4 separate regions of the Mus musculus genome follow, and regions 1, 2 and 3 are each linked to region 4. A link is a contact called in public Hi-C and promoter capture Hi-C data. All regions are on one chromosome and are shown on one strand. The core of a region is the stretch at or near the end of the contact, and the rest is flanking DNA. Distances in the headings are between cores, read along the strand shown. Region 1 holds the start of Wdr1 (WD repeat domain 1). Region 2 holds the start of Lrpap1 (low density lipoprotein receptor-related protein associated protein 1). Region 3 holds the start of Stx18 (syntaxin 18). Region 4 holds the start of Wfs1 (wolframin ER transmembrane glycoprotein).

The links. Promoter capture Hi-C pulls out the DNA fragments that hold promoters and counts their contacts. A called contact is a pair of places that touch in the nucleus more often than the background predicts.
Region 1: a contact with region 4 is called in a promoter capture Hi-C map of liver, with 3 times the contacts expected there. The contact joins the promoter of Wdr1 here to the promoter of Wfs1 in region 4. A contact is called at or near these places in 1 of 39 promoter capture datasets (liver) and 1 of 115 datasets of contacts at active chromatin or transcription factors (bone marrow-derived dendritic cells).
Region 2: a contact with region 4 is called in a Hi-C map of uterus, with 6 times the contacts expected there. The contact joins the promoter of Lrpap1 here to the promoter of Wfs1 in region 4. A contact is called at or near these places in 1 of 484 Hi-C or Micro-C datasets (uterus) and 1 of 9 other capture datasets (adipose tissue).
Region 3: a contact with region 4 is called in a promoter capture Hi-C map of liver, with 2.4 times the contacts expected there. The contact joins the promoter of Stx18 here to the promoter of Wfs1 in region 4. A contact is called at or near these places in 3 of 39 promoter capture datasets (the 3T3-L1 cell line and liver) and 1 of 115 datasets of contacts at active chromatin or transcription factors (astrocytes).

Annotation. Positions count from the first base shown.
Region 1 is chr5:38,560,142-38,563,509 of GRCm38.p6, forward strand. It overlaps Wdr1 (WD repeat domain 1), which reads right to left and starts at 1,558. Exons shown (of 15, transcript NM_011715.3): 1 at 1,375-1,558; 2 at 939-1,060. The coding sequence starts at 1,390.
Region 2 is chr5:35,103,948-35,107,360 of GRCm38.p6, forward strand. Lrpap1 (low density lipoprotein receptor-related protein associated protein 1) reads right to left here and starts at 1,752. Exons shown (of 8, transcript NM_013587.3): 1 at 1,532-1,752. The coding sequence starts at 1,744.
Region 3 is chr5:38,037,639-38,040,723 of GRCm38.p6, forward strand. Stx18 (syntaxin 18) reads left to right here and starts at 1,592. Exons shown (of 11, transcript NM_026959.3): 1 at 1,592-1,861. The coding sequence starts at 1,694.
Region 4 is chr5:36,987,360-36,990,570 of GRCm38.p6, forward strand. Wfs1 (wolframin ER transmembrane glycoprotein) reads right to left here and starts at 1,623. Exons shown (of 8, transcript NM_011716.2): 1 at 1,507-1,623.

The sequences.
Region 1 (3,368 bases), core at 308-2,807, 1.6 Mb after region 4:
GGCTCTTGGAGGATAGGGGTGTCATGAGCTACTTCACCTGACTAATGATGTTCCTGGCGTGCAGGAGCTGAAGGTGACAGCCTTGGTGGAAGAGTCAATCAAACCCTCCACCCCTCTAGCAGCCCTTTGCCAAGCATAGCCCTAAGTCCAGCCTTCAGCTTCTACCCTACACCATTCCTCAGGCCTGAGCACGGGAGAGACAAGATTTGAGCCACATCCTGGAAATGGAGAGGAGGCCCAGCAGACTGACTCATTTCAACAACCAGAGGAAAAAAACATGAATTTGCAAGGGCCTCCCAAAAAGCTGCTGCTCTGGGGACAGCAGGTCATTTTCAGAGAACCATCCAGAGGAATTCACTAGTTCCTGTTTCCTCTCAGAGACTCAAGTCTGTAACAGTTGGCATTCAGAGGACAGGGTGTGTAGGCCTGGGCTCTAGCATACCAGGAAGCCCAGGGTATTAGGATGATTAAGCACAAGGGCCATTTACCAAGTGCTCCATTTATGCCAGGTACAGACAGCATTAGGACAGCTGACCAGCTCATTCAGCCAGCCAAGGCAGCCAGGGGAAGTGGAGGATCATTTCCCTATCTCCATTTCCCCAATGCGGAAACTGGGCTCAGGAAGGGCCAATCAACAGCCACCCCATGATCAAGCAGCAGCAGACTCAAAGCCCTTGGCTCTAAGGACTGAAGAGACCCAAGTCTTAGTTTGCCAGTCTACGGGGCTGTGGGGGTAGAGGTGGATGACACCACCACCAGTCCAGTCCAGTCCACTGAGCCTCCAAGGTGTGGCTCCTGGGCAGAAGGGGCGTGGCTCCCCTCTCCCCAGGCCAACTGACTGGGAGGTGAGGGGGCGGAAGGGCAAGAATTTCCCGACTCTGAAGGTAGCTCGCAGGGTAGGGACGGAAGCAGGCCCCGCCGGGCACAAGAGTACTCACATCGATGTTTCTTAGGATGACGCACTTGCCATTGGTGTAGAGGAAATGATCGCCCTTGGGGTCTCCACCGAGGATCTTAGAGACGCCCCGCTCCACCTGGGGGAGGCTGGCGAACACCTTCTCTGGGGAGATACAAACCCGGCACGGTGCATGAGGGGCAATCCCGGCCTCGCGGGACCCAGGGAGTTGCAGTCAGTCAGCGCTGGGGGTCCCGAGCCGGTCACCTGTTGCCGCCTGCGGGCACGACCGGCGGACTTCCCGGGCGGCGGCGGTCAGGCCCCGGGGTCCCTCCCGCAGCTCGGCCGGCCCAGTCCACAACGCCCACTCCGGGGTCCCCGGCCCGCACCCCCGCGGCCGTGCAAGACCCCGGCCGCGCCCTCCCGCCTGCACCCGACCCCAGAAGCCGGCGGCCGCGCGCGGAGGCCCACGCACTCACTGATCTCGTACGGCATCCTCGCCCACTTGTTACGGCGCTGCGCTCGAGTGGAACCTCGCAGTGGCCGAGCCCAGGGACAGCGCGGAAGGCGGCGCCGGGCGTGCCGGGCGCGGAGGGGGCGGTCCGAGACCCGGCTCCGAGACCCGTACGCGCCTGCCCCGCGCGCTACCGCTGCGGACAACCCAACCCGGAAGCGCGGCCCCGGCGCGGCTCGCCCCCAGCTTTGACCATATATAGTCAAGCGCTCGGCTCGGAGGCTGCAGCCCCACGAGCCTGCGCGGACACCGCCCCGCCCCGCTTGCGGGCCCGCCCCGGAAGTGACGTGACGCGACCCGTGAAAAGGCGGCGCGGAGGGTTGTAGGTGCGGGGCGGGAGGGTTTTTTTTCTTGGGCTGTCTGCCTTTGCACCGGGAGCCTTCTTGTGGAGCAGATCTTTCTCGAGCTTTCCAACGCCAGCTTGGCGCCCCGGCTTGCAAAAGACTTGAAGCCACTGGGCGTATGGGGTTTTGTTTGTTTGCCTTTCACTGGGTATGTTTAGGAACTTCCCCGTCTCACTCCCTCTCCCTCCTGCATGAAACTTCCTAGTAGCAAAGAAGCCAAGAATAAAGAACTGTAATTCTTAAGGATGGCAGGGGTTGTTTCCTAACACGCTCTGGGGAGGGCGTGAGGGTGGAATTCTTTTCATGGAGAGGGAAAGAAAGCAAAACCTGGAATTTTCTGAGTCTCGCAGGTTTTGATTAGGGCAAGATGAAGTCCTCTGGTTACTTGATTGAAAAGTTCTGAAGCCCTAGTTGGAAACCCGGAAAGTGGGCTTTCAAAGGAGAGCTCTTAGGAATTTGCAGCAAATGAAAAAGTCCATTTCTGCTTTGGAGCCAGGTTTGTTAATTACCCTGCGGACCAGTCCCACCCCACTCTCCTGGTTCACCTGGACACCCACCTGATTCTCCTCTAGCTTATCTTAATCTTAACTGCCATCTAGTTAGCAGTTAAATGAATTTATAGCCTATAGGAGTGCCCAGGTTTCGTAGAGAAGAGTTTAAGTGTACTCGGTAGGTCCTGTGTGGGAACCTCAGTATTTTTTGAAAAGTCTGTTTTCCTTAGTACCTAGTCTCTTGTGCTGATAGACTAGTATTTTTAAGGTTCTATGAATGTTACCCCCTGCCCTCTGTGACCTTTTGTTTGCCAGGATTGCTTGTCTAGGGATCCCACCTGTTATGTTTTATATAAAAAAAGAAAAGAAAAGAAAAAGAAGCCAGGGATATGTTTGGTGGAGGTGCAGTATGTTGTGGGGGAAAGGGGTGCCTCTGAGGGCCCATCCTGAACTGAGGCATCCCCTCCCCCTGAGGTACCAGCCACAGAACAGTATAATATGGAAATAGCTTATTTAGGACATGGGGAGGAGAGTTGAGGGGATAGTAGAGACAGAAAGACAGAGTAGAGGCCAGCCATGAACATTTGGAGTTGGTTTGGGGGGGGGGGGCGGGGATCCGGAAGAAAAGGGACAGAAGAGGAAGGGAGCAAGAGAAGAGAATGAGGAAGGGGCAAGTAGCCCCTTTTATAGTGAGTCAGGCATACCTGTTTGTTGCAGGGAACTGTGGGGTGGTGCCTAGAAGGAATGCCAGTACCACCTGGTTAATTTCTCTCAAAAGTGGTGACTTCCAGCTACTATCTCAATGATTCACCTGTCTGTCCCAGCCTTTACACTGCAACTTCCTGGGGTCCTTAGTTTGCTTTCCCCATTTGCATTGTTGATGTTGCCATAGAACCACCAAACTGCCCACCAGCAACACATGGCTCCTTAACTACAATTATGATTTCAGAACAGTCCCACTGTTAGTCTTCTAGCGACCTCACTGCACTGTGCAGATGAAAGACACTTTCCCTGGGTCTGGTCGAGCACTGTCCTAGGGATGTGCTAGGGATATTTTCAACAAGCAAGAGGTCTGTCCTAGGATTCTGGGACAGAAGATAGTGTAGACTGTGACTTTCTTATTT
Region 2 (3,413 bases), core at 502-3,001, 1.9 Mb before region 4:
TTCAACAGAAAAAGTGAACGCAAATCCCCTGCAGAACTTTAGGGCTGGAGGGCTGGAATGACGTGCAGCCCAAGGCTTAGACAGGATGACGAGAGCAGCCGTCCGCACAGTGACATCAGACTGTGGACAACCAGCAGAAATATAATCTGATGCTGCCACTGATCAGTGGCCATGGTGGAGGTCCAGGAGACCACCAAGGCACAGAGTGAGGATGAAAGTCACCTGGATGTGCATGTGGAGGACTGGGGGCCACCTTCTGAGTGAAAGAGACCCCAGGATCTACGGACAGCAGACCACATTTCCCCAACAGTCTTCGACGGTACCTGCTAATGTCTTCGTGGCCCCATCCTCATCTTACTGGGTAATCCCAGGTGAAGCACACTCATCCCGTGGGCACACCCCTGGAGATGGCGGTCAGGGACAGCCAGCCTTTTACCCTAGATGGTTCCCACTGCTCCCATGCTCTTCACACAGCCACTCCCAGCTCTGCTCCCGGACCCTTCCCCCAGAAAGCTGAACTGCTTTTCCAGGCCACAGGGCTGTCCTAAACCTTTGCAGGCTGGACACTTGTCCCCCTCTTGCAGCAGTCTCTCAAAGACACTGGCTGGCCACTAAGCTGTCTGTGAGGCACCACTCCCCTTCCCCAGAAGCCAACCTCCCAACTACCTCTCCATCCAAAGTCTCCAGGGCCAAAGTTCTACACGGTTTTATTTTAAAAAATCACTTAGTTTGCAAATTATTTACTCTCCCCTCAAACTCAGGAATGTTTAAGCTGGAGGGCTAAAGGGCAACCCTCTGCAAGCTCTAGAGGAAGATAGTGTGGCTCTGAAAGAATACTTAAACAAAAGCCCAAGTCCTAGCCTAGGACTGTAATCTGGGAGGGGACCCAAGTTCCAGGCCAGCCCTCAGGCTCTGGATATCTCCATTTCAAAAGGAAGAGAGATTAGCATAGCTACTAAATCTAACTTCAGCATTCCCCAGACAGGGTGTAGTGTTTACCTATACTAAGGAATTCCAATCCCCTAAGGAACTGCTTTACCCAAATTAACCAGCTCCATTAGCAACTGGGGCTTCTGCAATCTCCATACAGTCTTATCTCAGGGCACCGTTTTTTTTTTTCTTTCATTGGAGTAAATACAGATAAAGAAAAGACTTCCAAGTCTGGCCCCATGTAGAAAGTGCCCCCCCTCCCCTCTACCTCCATCTGAATTGGCTCTTTGGAAAATTAGCTTTTTGGGCAGAGGTGTCCACAGCTAGGAAGGGTGGGTGTCACTCATTCTTTAGGGTCCCTAATTGCACTAAAGGCAACCACAGGCCCTTGACACCAGCACCAAGTTCCTTTAGGGCCTATGGGTCTCTTATTACAAGTGAGGTCAAGATGGCCCACCTGACATTTAAAGGGGGGCTGTACAAAGGGTAGGCCGTTCCCCGTCCCAGAGGTTATGTTGGCCTCTCAATCAGGGCCCTGCTCTCCTTCGCTCACACGCAGCACCTCGCCCCCATCCCCGCGCGTCTCCCTGGCCCCGCTCACCCGCTTGGCCTTCTCCCATAGCTGGTTCAGCTTCTCCATGCGGAACTCCTCCCCGGACTCGCGCTTGGCGGCCATCTCCGGCTCGTTCTTCTCTCGCGAGTACTTGCCGCCATGGCCTGCTATGGGCTGGGGCACAAGCATCAGCGGCAGCAACAACAGCACTAGCAGTTGGAGCCGGGGCAGCGTAGAGACCCTCTCTCTTCGAGGCGCCATCTTCCTCTGAAGCGCTAGCAGACTGACAGGACTGGGTCTTGTAGGACCGCCCATCTGTAGCCCCGCCCATCAACCGGTCTCCGCGAGGCCCCGCCTCCCTTCTCAATCCGATCCCGCCCACCCCAGGCCCCGCCCATATGACTGCCCACTTTTCGGTCTCTGGCTCCGCCCTGCCCAACACCAGCAAAGAGCAATTATCCCAAGGTATTTTCACGCTGGGGCTGCAAAATTCAGAGCTCACTAGCGGGGCTGTAAGGAGAAGCAGCTGGGAAAGCGCACTTATGCACCGCCCCACTCCTCGTAATCACACAAGAAGTGCGGCGGAAGATGATTTTGCCATTAAACCCGGGAGCAGCTATCTCAGCTCCGTCTTTGGGACACATCCCAGACACTTCCCCTCCGGGGTTTCTGTTTGGAAGGCTTTGTGCACTTGCCTAGTCTCTGCACCTGCAGCCCTGGAGAAAATCCAATGGACATAGTGAGGCCCAGCAAGCCTGTTGGGGACATGGCCTGGCCTGGTGACAACCTGGTGCTCGAGGAACCCAGGAGTCTGGTACAGGCACCAGCAGTTTGGGCCCAGGAGGGACAGGCAGAAGAGTCGTCTGGTAAGGATGACCAGTGTCTTAGTCAGGGTTTCTATTCCTGCACAAACATCATGATCAAGAAGCAAGTTAGGGAGGAAAGGGTTTATTCGGCTTACACTTCCATGCTGCTGTTCATCACCAAGGAAGTCAGGACTGGAACTCAAGCAGGTCAGGAAGCAGGAGCCGAGCAGAGGCCATGGAGGGATGTTCCTTACTGGCTTGCTTCCCCTGGCTTGCTCAGCCTGCTCTCTTATAGAACCAAGACTGCCAGCCCAGAGATGGTACCAATCACAAGGGGACCTCCCCACTTGATCACTAATTGAGAAAATGCCTTACAGTTGGATCTTGTGGAGGCATTTCCCCAACTGAAGCTCCTTTCTCTGTGATAACTCCAGCTGTGTCAAGTTGACACAAAACTAACCAGTACAACCAGAAAGGGTCTCCAATAGGGAGATACATGGAGGACAAGGGTAGGGGATATTTGGGGGGAGTGGTGCTTTTTTCTTTTTTTAATAGTTTTAAGCTGTATTTTGTGTTTCCACAAAAAGGGTTCAGTATATCTGGAACCCTGGTGGTTTGCAGACGTTAGCACCTGTTTTCTGAGATCTATTTTTGGTTTGGTTTGGTTAGCTCTGGTTATCCTGGCATTCACTATATAGACCAAACTAGCCTCAAACTCAGAGATTTGTATGCCTCTGCCTCCCAGATACTGGGATTAAAGGTGTGCACCACTTTGCCCGGCCTAAAATGTCTCCTTTTCAGATAGGAGAGAGGGTTTTGTTTTTGTTTGGGGGTTTTTGTTGTTATTTTGGCTTTGTCTGGTTGTTTAGATCAAACAGGATCTTACTCAGTAGCTCTGGAACTCAACTATGTAGATCAGGCTCACCTTGAACTCTCAAAGAGATCTATCTACCTGATGCTATCTTCCAATTGTCTGAGATCTTTTTTGTTGTTGTTGTTTGTTTTTGTTGTTGTTGTTTTGAGACAGTGTTTCTCTGTGTAGCCCTGGCTGTCCTGGAACTCACTCTATAGACCAGGCTGGTCTTGAACTCAGAAATCCGCCTGCCTCTGCCTCCCAAGTGCTG
Region 3 (3,085 bases), core at 342-2,841, 1.1 Mb after region 4:
CAGCTGCTCTGCAATTAGCTTATTGTAAGATCAGTGTCTCTTGGAAAACTCAACCATACAGCTGATTAGAACATGCAAGTGTAAAGGCAAATGTGATCCTAGGATTATTATGAAACTAGCTTTTCATCTTGATGACTGTTAAAAGCCTAATTTTAGCACACATCTTAGTGTGCTTCCTTTTATAAGGAAAACAAAACCCAGAGAAATTGATATTGAACTAAAACTAAACCATGGGGGTCACACTCCTGGACAAGAAACTACAGGCAACTATGGCTGCTGAGAGAGGGAAGTTAGCCTATCCCATGGAAGAACCCTCTAATTGGTTGTCCAATACAACGTGATTATCCCTGAAGCCATAGACACATACACAATAACAACAGTTTCAGCAGATTGTGCTGGCATATCCATGGATACTTACACATATATGCAACAATAATAATTAAAGAAGAAGAAGCTATCAACTTGAGATTGAGTTGGGAGACATGGAAGAAATTGGAGGGAGAGGACTTGAGGAGGCTGGAGGGAGAAAAGGGAAGGAGAGAAAGTGGCATAATTGTATTTTTAATGAAAGGTGCACACAAAAATAAAATGAACCATGAACCAAGTGCTCAGAAAAATTTTACTAGCTGACTTTAGTCAAATTACGTAACTCTGTTCTCCATTTCATTCTTTCTCTTTGATAACTATGATTCAAGAGAGCGCTTTTCAAAAGTGCTTATTGAGGAGGAACCTAACATGATATCATGAAGTTCAGAATGCTTCACTTTCGTCTGGCTCTGATAAGTTCCTGCTCTCCACATCCCCGCTCAGGGATCTCTGCTCTAAGCCTCTTCTACATTATAAGTAAGAAGACTGAGGGCATGGTGGCGCGTGCCTTTAATCCCAGCACTTGGGAGGCAGGGGAAGGCGGATTTCTGAGTTTGAGGCCAGCCTGGTATACTGAGTGAGCTCCAGGACAGTCAAGGCTACACAGAGAAACCCTGTCTCGAAAAACAAAACAAAACAAAACAAAACAAAACAAAACGACTGAGGACAACCATATTATCAACAACGGCAACATCTACTAGCTGTATACTAAGAGTTAAACAGCACGAGGACGTTTTATACACACATTCTGTTTAATTCTCTGTGCATTCCAAGAAAGGCGCTGGCTTCACTTTACCGAACTGGCTGAAGGTTGAAGAAAAAAGGTCTCTGGCCCCTACCTCTGTACACGTACCCTTTCCTAGCTCCTGCAACTCAGATGGTCATAGTTCATTGTTACTCAAGGCGATCCCTTGATGACAAAAGTCAAAAGTGTGATACTCCCCACCTGTCAACCAAACCGCCCGCCCGTCTCCTAAAGAATCATAAGGGGAGCGATCTTTCTAGCTTCCCGATGCTTTCGTTCCTGAAGTCCAGACTGGGAAATCTCCGAGCGTCTGATCCCGCTGAGTTTTGCAGAGAGGAGAAAGGGGTGCCGATGCACTGCGGGTAGCTGTCTGGAACGGAGAATTCCGGCTCTGGGTTAAAGCCGGAACCTTTCTCCACTCTCCGCGTTACACGGGCGGAGTGCGGAACCTTTCTTCTATGCTCACAGTTCCCAGGCGGAGGAGTGCGAAATCGGAACGTCCCTCAGCAACCGAGTTCTTGCCGGGGTCGCTAGCTGCTGACGTGTGCCTGGCCGGCTTCAGGCCCTGGGTTGCGGGTCGCTATGGCGGTGGACATCACACTGCTCTTCCGGGCTAGCGTCAAGACAGTGAAGACGCGGAATAAGGCTCTGGGAGTGGCCGTGGGTGGCGGGGCCGATGGCAGCCGGGACGAGCTGTTCCGCAGAAGCCCTCGGCCCAAGGGAGACTTCTCCAGCCGGGCCCGTGAAGTGGTAAGCTGGTTGCTATGGGAACGGCGGGCGGGAGCTAGGGGCGCATACGCTCCGCGGCCCCTGGACCCCAAACTGGGCCTATCTCTTTAGCTCTCGGTGAAGACAGGGAGTCTCTAGCAAGACAGAGAGTCTGTCTCACCGACCTAACAGCTGGCTCAGGGTGGCGACAGGTTTATTCTCACGAAGGGACGCATATCTGGGCACTGAAGGAAGTAAGTTAGAGGTGCTTGGATATCCTTGAAATCAGGTTATAACCTTCTGAGGCAGTGAGTTCGCCAAGAGTTCCCACAGTCTGACACTTCCTGTCGCAAAGCTCACCACTATCTCCCCTCGCCCTTCCACGAATCTGTTTGGACCTCCTCTTGCTCGTAGGGTTTAATAAAATCCACGCTCAGCTGAACGCTCCTTGATCCTTGCCTCCAGGCATAGGTAGGACTCAGTACCTCCTGAGATTGGTTTAGGACATCACCAGTGTAGGGTAAAAGCTTTTCCCTTCAGAGCGGCAACACTTAAGCAACACTAGTGTTGTAACTGTCCTCTAAACTGCTTCCTGTTCTCTGGACACAACCGGCTTCTGTGTCCCCAACATAGAAATCTTTTCCATAAGGGTAGGAACATGTTGACAGTATTTCTGTATGTGCTACTGACAATATTGCTTAGTAAGTATTCTTTGAATGAATGAATGGTTGAACGAATGAACAATTATTGATTCCACTAAACAGGAAAAAAAAAGATTGTTTGCATTATATCCCTTTGTGTCTATGACACTAGGGTAAATGTTATTTTTGGAGTACCAGGGGGTCATATACAGTCTGCCTGTCTTTTTAAAGACACACACACACACACACACACAATGGCCCAAAGCATTGAAAGGTACAAATCTGGGGGATCTAAACTTTAAGTTTCATTGGTTTTCCAGTAAACTCACCTCTGCTTGGCACATAATCCATTGCTTGATATTTCTCTTTTTGAGGCAGGGTCTTTCCATGTAGACAAGGCTGGCCTTGATCTTACAGAAAGGTGACTGCTTCTGTCTCCCAAGTGCTGAGATTGAAGGCATGGGCCCTCAGACTAGATAATACTCAAATATTACACACACACACACACACACATATATATATGCACAAGTCAATGAATGGCTGTTTACAGATAATGTTGAAGCACAGGAGGTTGTATGAACCAGATAAATGCCCCTCCCTCCAACAGTAAACATCTACCTAGTAC
Region 4 (3,211 bases), core at 373-2,872:
ACTGGACTCAGTAAGAACTAAGAAGTGGGGACTCAGAAGTGGCTTGGCATGTGGCTGGGGGCTTTAACCTCCTTTCTAACGTAAGAAAGGTGGGAGAAAGGGTACCTTGGAGAGAACAGCGCTCCTATCCATTGCCACTGCATCACCACCAGGGACAAGGACACGTCTGGCATCTGTGTAGTGTTTCGGGGCCAAGATTGAACTAGGTCTCCTATGCGACCAACCCCAAACCTTCTGAAGGCATAAGGGAGGCTGGCACTGGGGTGTTCTACACGCTTGTACCTGGGAAAGAAGGCGAGGGGCATCTCTACCCAATCCTGCCTGTATCTGAGGAGGTCCAAGGAACATTCAGGAAGAAATTGGAACATAAACTCTCTCTAGATTCCTAGTTAGATGAAAAAGTACCTGCGAATGGCATCAGCACCAGAGAGACATAGGTCAACAGGTGAGGGAACTGGGGAGGTAGCCCCTGTGATCGCCATGGCCTTCAAGAGCCTAGGACATGGGTCCGAGTGAGGGTTGGATTCTAGAGAGGAAAGTCCCAGCCAACCACCTGGGGTCTTTGTCCAAGGTGACAGAGGAAGGGCTGCACCTGCTTGCCTGGGGGAGGGGGAGGGAATTGGAGGTGGGAGGAGGGGGTAGAGGTTCATTAGCTCTGTCCATTAGGTGTGTGGTCCTGTCCAGGCCCCAAATCTACTGAGCCTCTGTGTCCAATGGAAACTGTAAGTCCTACCCCTAGGACTAGGGGCCCGAGTACACGGTGGAGGGTGACAGTGTCAGGGAGATAGTTCCAAGAAACTAAAACGCTGTTTTATTGGACTCTCATATAAAGATAACTAACAAAATACGTTGAAAGGACGCAGCTCCATCACACCCAAAAGTGCAGGATCAGATTTTCCAGAAGGCTTCCAGTTCATCTGACCAGAACCTAAGTTCCTCTAGGTGCGGTGCATACCAGAGCTGGGGTCACACAATGGCCAGCAGGTACCTAATAGGGTGGGTAACTATGGGCGGGTCCCAAGGGTTCCTACCTCCTTTTCTGAGGACCAGGAAAGAGAAAGAAACAGACACACGGCTCCTGGGTGGGCTGAGCCCCCACGCGCCCCAGGAATCAGGTCCTTCATGGTCCTGGGTAGGGAGTCCAGGGATGTAGGTCTTGATGGGGCAGCTCTGGAGCGTGGGCAGCCTCTCCGACACGCTGTCCCCATCCGCAGCGCGGTCATGCAGGGAGATTTGCGGGAGTGCCGGGACTCCAGGGCTGAGTGAGAGGCGCACGGCTTGGGCACAACTGGCCCAGTTGGGGCAGTAGACGCCTCGGGCTCCGTGGAGCAGCGAGAGTCCTGGCCTCCAACTTCTAGCAACTTGGAGTGGACTTGGGGCTCTGCCACCCATCAGGGGAAACTGAGGCCGGGAGAGCAGCGCCACCCAGCGCTCCGAAACCCTCCCTGACACTGCGCGCCCAACGCCAAGGCCAAGGCCATGGCACAACGACCCTGAAGAACTTACCGGCCGCAGTGCTGGGCCTCCCAGCCCGCCGCGAAGTTGCTCCGAAACCGCGGAGATTGCAGCGGCCAGCTGAGCAGGCGGAGCGCGCGGCCCTACATTCAGCGCGGCCCCGGGAAAGGGGGCGGGGCCTGGGCGGGGCCTCTGCCACCCTCCATTCCTGCTGCGACCCAGGGAGACTCGGCTCGTTAAGTCGCCGGCAAGCCTGCCAATCACTATGTGCTGTCGCGAATCACGGAGCGCCTCGCCTTGCAGCGACTTGCTCTCTTGGGTCGCCAGGAGGACAGATGGCGGCGAGAGGGCGGGTCTGGCCGGCCCACAGCTTAAGTTTCCGAGTGGACTCGGCCCCGGCCCTGCCCCCTCGCCGCCCCGCCTCCAGGACATCTCTTTCCTGACCCAAGCTTGTAAGCCTGCTGCTTAACAGGTGGTTGGACCCAGGAACAAGTCTCGCGCCACCTTTGGCCCGCCTCTGCATCGTGAGGCCCCATCTTCAGACTTCAGACCGGCTATTACAATACTGACTAAGGTCGCGCACTTCGTGCCAGGCGCCCTAATTCCGACGCATTGAGATACACAGAGGACTCCCCAGTGTAGCAGCGAGTACAAAAAGTGTGTGTGCACGTGCTACCAAGTACTGCCTTAAATGATCAAAACCCAAACCCAAAAGCAGTTCAGCACTCTTTAAAGATTAGCCAGACGATAATGCCAGGCTCAGGCAGTTGGAAGCCCCTCCCCCCTCCTTTTTTTTTTTTTTTTTTTTTTTTTTTTTCCTCAGGAGTGTCTGAGAGGTGTGGTTTGGAGATCAAAACTACAGTCTTGTTTCCGTGCTCCTTCCTTTCCTGAACCGCACATCTCACTGCACCTGCCCCGGTGATCTGCACCAACAGGTCAGGCTGACAGAGACAGCATCACCATCTTATCAGGAGGAGGTTGCTCACTGAACCACTACAACCAAATACTTTGATTCTGCACCTGCTCAGGGTCTAATCTCAAGTACCCCAGCTAGGCTCACAGAGGAAGGAAGCTTATCCCAGCAGAGTGACTCTGTCCTGCCTCCATCTGGGGCCCTTTCAGAAGCAGAGATTTTCAGGTTCACCCCCTAAGTGTGGGGTGGCTGTTTCGGGGCGAGGTGGGGCAAGTTCAAGAAGCAGGAGCACCAGATGGCAGTGGCTTTTTCAGAACTATAGCCTTGCCTTACCAAAACAAGTTGCTAGAGCTGCTGGAGGGGTTACATTAAAAAAAAAAAAAAAAAAACTTCTCCCAATATGGAAAAGGAAACGTGGCCTCTGCCATAGCAATTCACATTTCCATGGTAACTAATTGTCTTAATGCATTTTCTGTTGCTATGACAGAATATCTGGGACTAGGTAATTTGCAAAGGAAAGAAGTTTATTTGGTTCATTGTTCTGGGGGGTGGGAGAAGCCAGGACCAGGCAGCACATGGCAAGGGCCTTGTCCTGCATCAACGTGTGCAGGAAAACAGAGAGAAAGGTGGGTGGCACCAGAAGAGTAGAAAACATAAGGCGCCACTCTTTGTAACTAATTAGATGACAGTAATTAATGCACCCCTCCAAAAGACATCAACACCCTTCATGGCCTAACCACCCATTAAAGGCTCCTCCTCCTCCAAACACTTCACAGCTAGGGACAAATGTCAGCGTCTGCTACTGCTAATGTAAATGTAGTTTAATTGATACATGAAAGTTAT